Linked DNA regions of Mus musculus: region 2 is linked to region 1. The links are chromatin contacts, called in public ChIA-PET maps. All regions are on one chromosome and are shown on one strand. Each heading gives the region's core, a stretch centred on a gene start, on an enhancer-like site or on the middle of the called end of the contact. The rest is flanking DNA. Distances are from core to core; before and after follow the strand shown.

Region 1 (2,941 bases), core at 304-2,803:
AGCTCCTCTGATTGGCCACAGTTTGCCATCCAATCCCCAGTTGACCGTTCTCATAGCCCTCCACAATCTTATAGGTGTCTTTAGTTGTGTTTATGTGTTGTCTCTCTCCCCCATTGGAATATGTGTTCATCCACCTGCAGGCTGAGTTTTGTCTGGAACTTCCCTCTGTGCATAAATACACTGAGACAGACAGGCTCAAAGGAAGTTTGCTGAGTGGGTGAGGTCACCCCACCAGGTCACAGAGTGATATGCTCCTGTGAGATGGCTGCATGCCCTTGTCCTGCCCACCACCGCCACCATCACCACCACCGCCACCACCCCCGCCCCATGAAGGATGTCAGGGACGATTCCAGCATGGTTTCTCAGGGGCCTTTTGTCCTAGCTGTAAAACACGATGCAAGTAACAGGATATCCTAGAATGCTGTTCAGTCATGTTTGGCTGTGCAGATAAGAAAGTGACTTTTCTACCATCTTAAGAATTCTAGCCGGACAGTAGTGGCGTACACCTTTAATCCCAGCACTTGAGAGGCAGAGGCAGGCAGATTTCTGAGTTCGAGGCCAACCTGGTCTACAGAGTGAGTTCCAGGACAGCCAGGGCTACACAGAGAAACTCTGTCTTGAAACAACAACAACAAAAACCCGAAGAATTCTAAAGTTACATTAGGATCATGGTTCCATGGGTTCAGCTTCTGGGAAATATGGTACCTCACAGAACCAGCTATGGTGCATGAGTTTGGGATATTAGTGCTTACACAACAGTGTACCGGATTGTACCCTTGACAATCCCTCCATCTGAGCTCTAATTAAGGCCAGCAGTGGACAGTGCCCCAGCTGAACTCTGGCCAGCTGAACTTGGCCAGCTGGAGCAGCCAGCCAGGCAGATTTGAACTAGGGTTCAGAGTTCAGAATCTGACCCCACAGTCATCGCCTGAGTGCTGGCATTGCAATGTCCTCAACTTGGTGACTTTGGCAAAGTGCCTGAGTGGCACTGAGCCTCAGAGTTCTTTAAATAGAGCAGTCACAGAGTCACTGCCCTTGTTGGCTGTCTGAGGATGCACACAGCATGCAGGTGGTGGAGATGTGTCCTGAATCAGGTTCCTAGATCTTTCTACCTGATGCATCTGCTTGCTACAACCTCACCAGGCCTGTGATCACTAACTAAAACACAGGGTCAGAACATCAGCCGGACAACCATTGCCCTATTTTTAGAACGTAAGGTCCCAAGGATCAGGAAGGATGGGTGGGAACAAGGATGCCTATGTCACTAAGCAACTGTTGTCTTCACCCGAAAGTGGTTAGTGATCTTCCATGGGAACGGCATAGGAGAGGAGAAAGGCCAAGCTTAGATTTTGCAGGCGCTCCTGAAGCTGAGGACTCTGCAGTCTGGGAAAATGCTACAACATTTTTGGGAACTGAGTTCACCAACTTTAAAGGGCACAGGGCACAGGTGCCTGCCTGCTCAGAGCCACAAAAAAACCCACAGTTCCTGCAGCAAGCTTCAGCCTGAAGTTCCCTCCCTGGGCGGAGCCTGTGGCCCTGTCCCGTGGGACAGCGCCTTTAACTGGCTCTAGCTTTAGCCAATAACATGCTTGCTCTTGCCAACAGGATGTGCTCACCCTAAACCACTGATCTTTAGAACAAAGCTGGGAACAATACAAGTTCTGTTCAAAAGTGCAAGGCAGTGTTGGGTGAATGCTAGATCCAGAAGTTAAGTCCCTGAACGGAACCAACCCAGGCTGAGTGCCAGTCCACTCCCCATCTGGAAGGCCCTGAGTAGAGGACACAACTCCTGTGGCAGTGTCCCTGTCTCAAGGAACACAGTTTAGTTATGATCCTTAAAGCAGGCCCCTGCTTACAGCATCTTCCTCAGCTCAGGCACGGGTGGTAAGGATGCCTTCATGAATTACTCTTTGGCAATGTAGAGGGTCGTTACTGAGAAAAAGGAGGTCCTGCTCAGAGGCTGTGGGGTTGGGATAGTTACTGTGCAGCGCCAGCTCAACACCTGTGCAGGTGTAGCTGCGCTCACACATGGGTGGAGGTGTAGGGGTGGGTCATCAGATAAGCCACGGAGTAGGAGACTGACAGAGCCAGGTTCTGCCCCAAGCTGGAGCTAGATTAGACACCCGTTTCACCTGGTTCCACTGAGGATTGTTCCTTGTTTGTTGTCCTTAGAATGTCTGGGAACAGGGGTCTTGAGCCCCTCCCAGCCTTCTTCTAAAAGAGACTAGAATTTGCATGTTCAGGGTTCCCAAGTCTAATGAGGCTGACCTTGACTGCATCCTGAGAGATCTGGGCTGGTCTCCAACTTGGAGGGTTGGGACACACTCACAGCTGCTCTGGAGAGTTGTTCCAAGAGCTAGGGGCCCTGTTGGGTGACATCTGGCTAGGGTGGGGGTGTGTGTAGGTGTCACCTCCAGGGTGACCAGACACACCACTGTTACTCTCAGCTAATCTCGCAAGACTAGTTGGTGAGCTTTTGACGTTTCCCGAAGTTTTGGGGAAGAGGAGAAAGTGGGGCGGGAGACGCTACTCAGGTAAAATCTCATCATGCCCCCACCCCCACCCCACCCCCTCACCCGTCCAGAGATGGATTCATTTTATAGCAAGTGAACTTGGGATCGCAGTGTGATGAAGGAGAACCTTGAACCTGCTTCAGTGCTCATTAGGGAAATCAAGGCTAAGAGAGACGTGGTGTTCCTTAGCAAGGCTACACAGTGAGTTAACAGCAGGTCATAATTGCAGGTGTGTTTCTTTGAAGAGAGACTTCACTATGGAAGCTGCAGCTTGTCCCACCCATGCACCCTGGACAGTTCACACCTCAGAGTCCCCAGAGGGTTAGATGTCTTGGCGCCACCTCCACTGTCTTGACTCAGGCCACACCCTGGGCCCAACCTAGTTTTGGGAACATTCTCTTGAGAGAATGTTGATGGAACAAACCCCC
Region 2 (2,941 bases), core at 148-2,647, 610 kb before region 1:
CTCCTCATCTCCTCTCCCTCGCCCTTCAGCTTTCTTTCTATTTTCTTGTGATCAGGACTTGCTGTCTGTAGACTGGTTCTAAACTTCTGGCCTTAAGCAATCCTCCTGCCTCATCCTACCACGTAGTTGGGACCACATGCACATGCTGAACTTTAATTTGAGGTATCTGAGTGGAGGGAGGGAGGGAGGGAGGGAGGGAGGGAGGGAGGGAGGGAGGGAGGGGGGGGGAGGAAGGGCAGAGACTTCCCAGTCCTGTCCATTCACAGTCAGTAACAGCCAAGCTGCAGGTGGTCTAAACATTTACTAAGTAGCTTTGTGAGCTCTGGGTCTCCTGTGGGCTCAGATAAGAGATGGGTCACACTTTGGGTTTGAGTCTTGTATGTTTCCTCTGTGGAACTCCAGAGGCCTGGTCTCCTCATCTCGGGGAAGACACAGGAAGGGACACTCTGGTGACAAGTGACCGTGACAGGGCTGTCAGGCTCACAAGCAAGGAGCTAGAAAGAGTCTACATGCCCCGTGCCAGGAACAACTGGCCCCAGCTTTCACCTGGAGGGAACCAACTACCTCATTCTGTCCACGATTGTTTTTGCCTAAAAAGTGCTGCACTCTAAGAAACTGCTTGGTTCTAGGCAAACGACAGCATGCTTACTACAGTGGTCACTTTAGTAGAAACAGAGACCACAAAGGCTGTGCCCTTGCTTGTCTCAAGAGTATTTCTCCTCCAAGGTAGAGCTGGTACCTAGGGACCATCTACATGGCAAGCATCTATATAGCAAGAATTAGAGTATTTAAGCCAAGGCCTGAGCACAGTAGCAGTGTGGGGTAAGGAGTGCCATTCTGAGGAGCAGTAAGGGGCAGACTCTCAAACTGGGTTCAAGTGACCTTAAGGAGGTGACCTACCACTGGGGCCTCAACTTTCCTGTCTAAGCCTGTGTTTCCCACCATGCAGTGCCCCAGTTGTCACAAGCTCTCAGGCAATGCTGCAAGGATGCAGAACCATGGGCTGGGACTGTGGGTGCTGTTTAAAAACCACGTTAGAACTATTTCCATTGTGGCTGTGCAAAGGTTGTTTGTTCAAAACAAAACTCATGAGTATCTAGGTACACACACAGGTTATCCGGAGACCAAAACCAGATGTGGGGATGCATCGAAGGCTGAGCCCAGTTCTGAAACATGTCATTCCTTAAAATAGCTGACTCAAAGGGAAAGCTGGGTCTTCCCAAGGTTATACCAACCCGGGCCATAACTAAATCCCCAGAAGGCAGCCCCAGGGGCTGGAGAACGCTAAGGCCTGCAGCTCTGCTCCTATAGCCAAGAAGACATTGTGTTTTCAGGGCTCAGTCTCACCTCTACACCCTGTCCGGGGCTGTTCTCACCATAGCTTTAGTACCATGGTTCTGGCCACAACCACAGAAGAAAGAAACTGCAGCTTACACAGACCCGGTAGCCACAGACTTTCCACATCAAGTTGGGAGGCAAACCTTTGCTTTCTCACATCTCCTGAGTTCATATCACATCTGGTCCAGTTAAGAGACACAGTAGATATTCACTGTCCCTTGAGCTCCAAGGAAGCAGACTCTGTGGATGCCCTGCCAAAGATAAAGTCTGAATATGAGTCTTGGAGAACTATTGTCACCTGCTGTATTTAGAAGAGGACAGAATTCAGGTTGGAGACCAGACCCAAGCCTACCTGTTTCTCCACAAGAGGACATTCTTCCTCCCAGGCACAGAAGCACCTGGCTGGGCCTGGGGTGTCCTGTGAGGCAGGAGGTATGCTGAGATCTTCCTGGGGGTTGGTCCCTTGTTTCTCTGGCCTCAATTTCTTTGTCTCTTGCATGCTGGTAGCTGTACTGGGACAAGAATTACAAACCATGATACTCATAAGCCAGGCGACAAAACTGGCCCAGAGCAGGGAGGTGGAACCAGCAGGAGGAGGGAGAGAGCATGAACAAGAGAGCCCAGTGCTCAACAGCAGTGCCCAGCTCAGAGGATGTTCGCTGCAGTAAATACGGGACCATGTAGTCTGGTGCTCAGGGGTGTTTGTTTGTTTACTTGCTTGCTTGTTTTAAAGATTTATTTTATGTATTTGAGTACACTGTAACTGTGCAGATGGTTCGAGCCATCATGTGGTTGCTGGGAATTGAACTCTGGGCCTTTACTCACTCCGGCCCAAAGATTAATTTATTATTATATGTAAGTACAATGTAGCTTGTCTTCAGACCCACCAGAAGAGGGCATCAGATCTCATTATAGATGGTTGTGAGCCACCATGTGGTTGCTGGGACTTTAACTCAGTACCTTCAGAAGAGCAGTCAGTGCTCTTAACCACTGAGCCATCTCTCCAGCCCTGGTCCTCAGTTTTTGCCAGAGAAATTAGAAATGTGAATTTTATGTGAGAAATCCAACTATTAAAAATTTGGCAGTGGTTGAAGGATGGAAAGCCATTGGAGGTGGAATGGAGTCCATCTAAAGTCAGAACCCAGCCCCGGCTCCAACTGGGACCTTCTCGAGTCAGTGTCAAGGCTGGCTGCTTCCCAATGCCACCACCACTGTGAGGAGCAGAACCCCTGTTTTACAGCTGGGTCCAGACTTCCTTGGCTGGGTCACCTTGCAGTTAAGGGTGGCCAGGTGACTGAGCACTGGACAATAGGTGGCCCCTGGAACCTGAGCCTGCACTGCTGGACTCCCCATTCCTGAGCATCAGAGGCCCAGGCAGTGAGAGGGATCAGGTTAAATGTAGTTGCTACCACTGACAGCCTAGGTTTGATCCCTGGGACCCCCATGGTGGAAGGAGAGAGCTGTCTCCATAAGTTGACCTCTGACCTCCACGCGCACATGGTATGTGTGGCCAAACACACATACACAATACATACATACATACATACATACATACATACATACATACATAATATTCTAAAGAGTTTTAAAAACAAGAGCCATG

The links. ChIA-PET counts read pairs in DNA pulled down with a chosen protein or histone mark.
Region 2: a contact with region 1 is called in an RNA polymerase II ChIA-PET map of memory CD8 T cells, with 5 read pairs. The contact joins two enhancer-like sites. A contact is called at or near these places in 2 of 115 datasets of contacts at active chromatin or transcription factors (memory CD8 T cells and pancreatic cancer cells).

The regions. Positions count from the first base shown.
Region 1 is chr8:94,362,128-94,365,068 of GRCm38.p6, reverse strand. All of the region lies in intron 24 of Slc12a3 (solute carrier family 12, member 3), which reads right to left. Among named protein-coding and RNA genes, the nearest start is that of Gm15889, 14 kb to the left of the region's middle. Within about 2 kb of position 1,553, at least 220 of the 459 cell types and tissues checked have an H3K27ac peak or open chromatin away from gene starts, as enhancers often do. A contact at or near this core is called in memory CD8 T cells, where this site is marked.
Region 2 is chr8:94,968,322-94,971,262 of GRCm38.p6, reverse strand. All of the region lies in intron 3 of Gm30968 (a long non-coding RNA gene), which reads left to right. Among named protein-coding and RNA genes, the nearest start is that of Gm30968, 6.9 kb to the left of the region's middle. Within about 2 kb of position 1,397, at least 7 of the 459 cell types and tissues checked have an H3K27ac peak or open chromatin away from gene starts, as enhancers often do. A contact at or near this core is called in memory CD8 T cells, where this site is marked.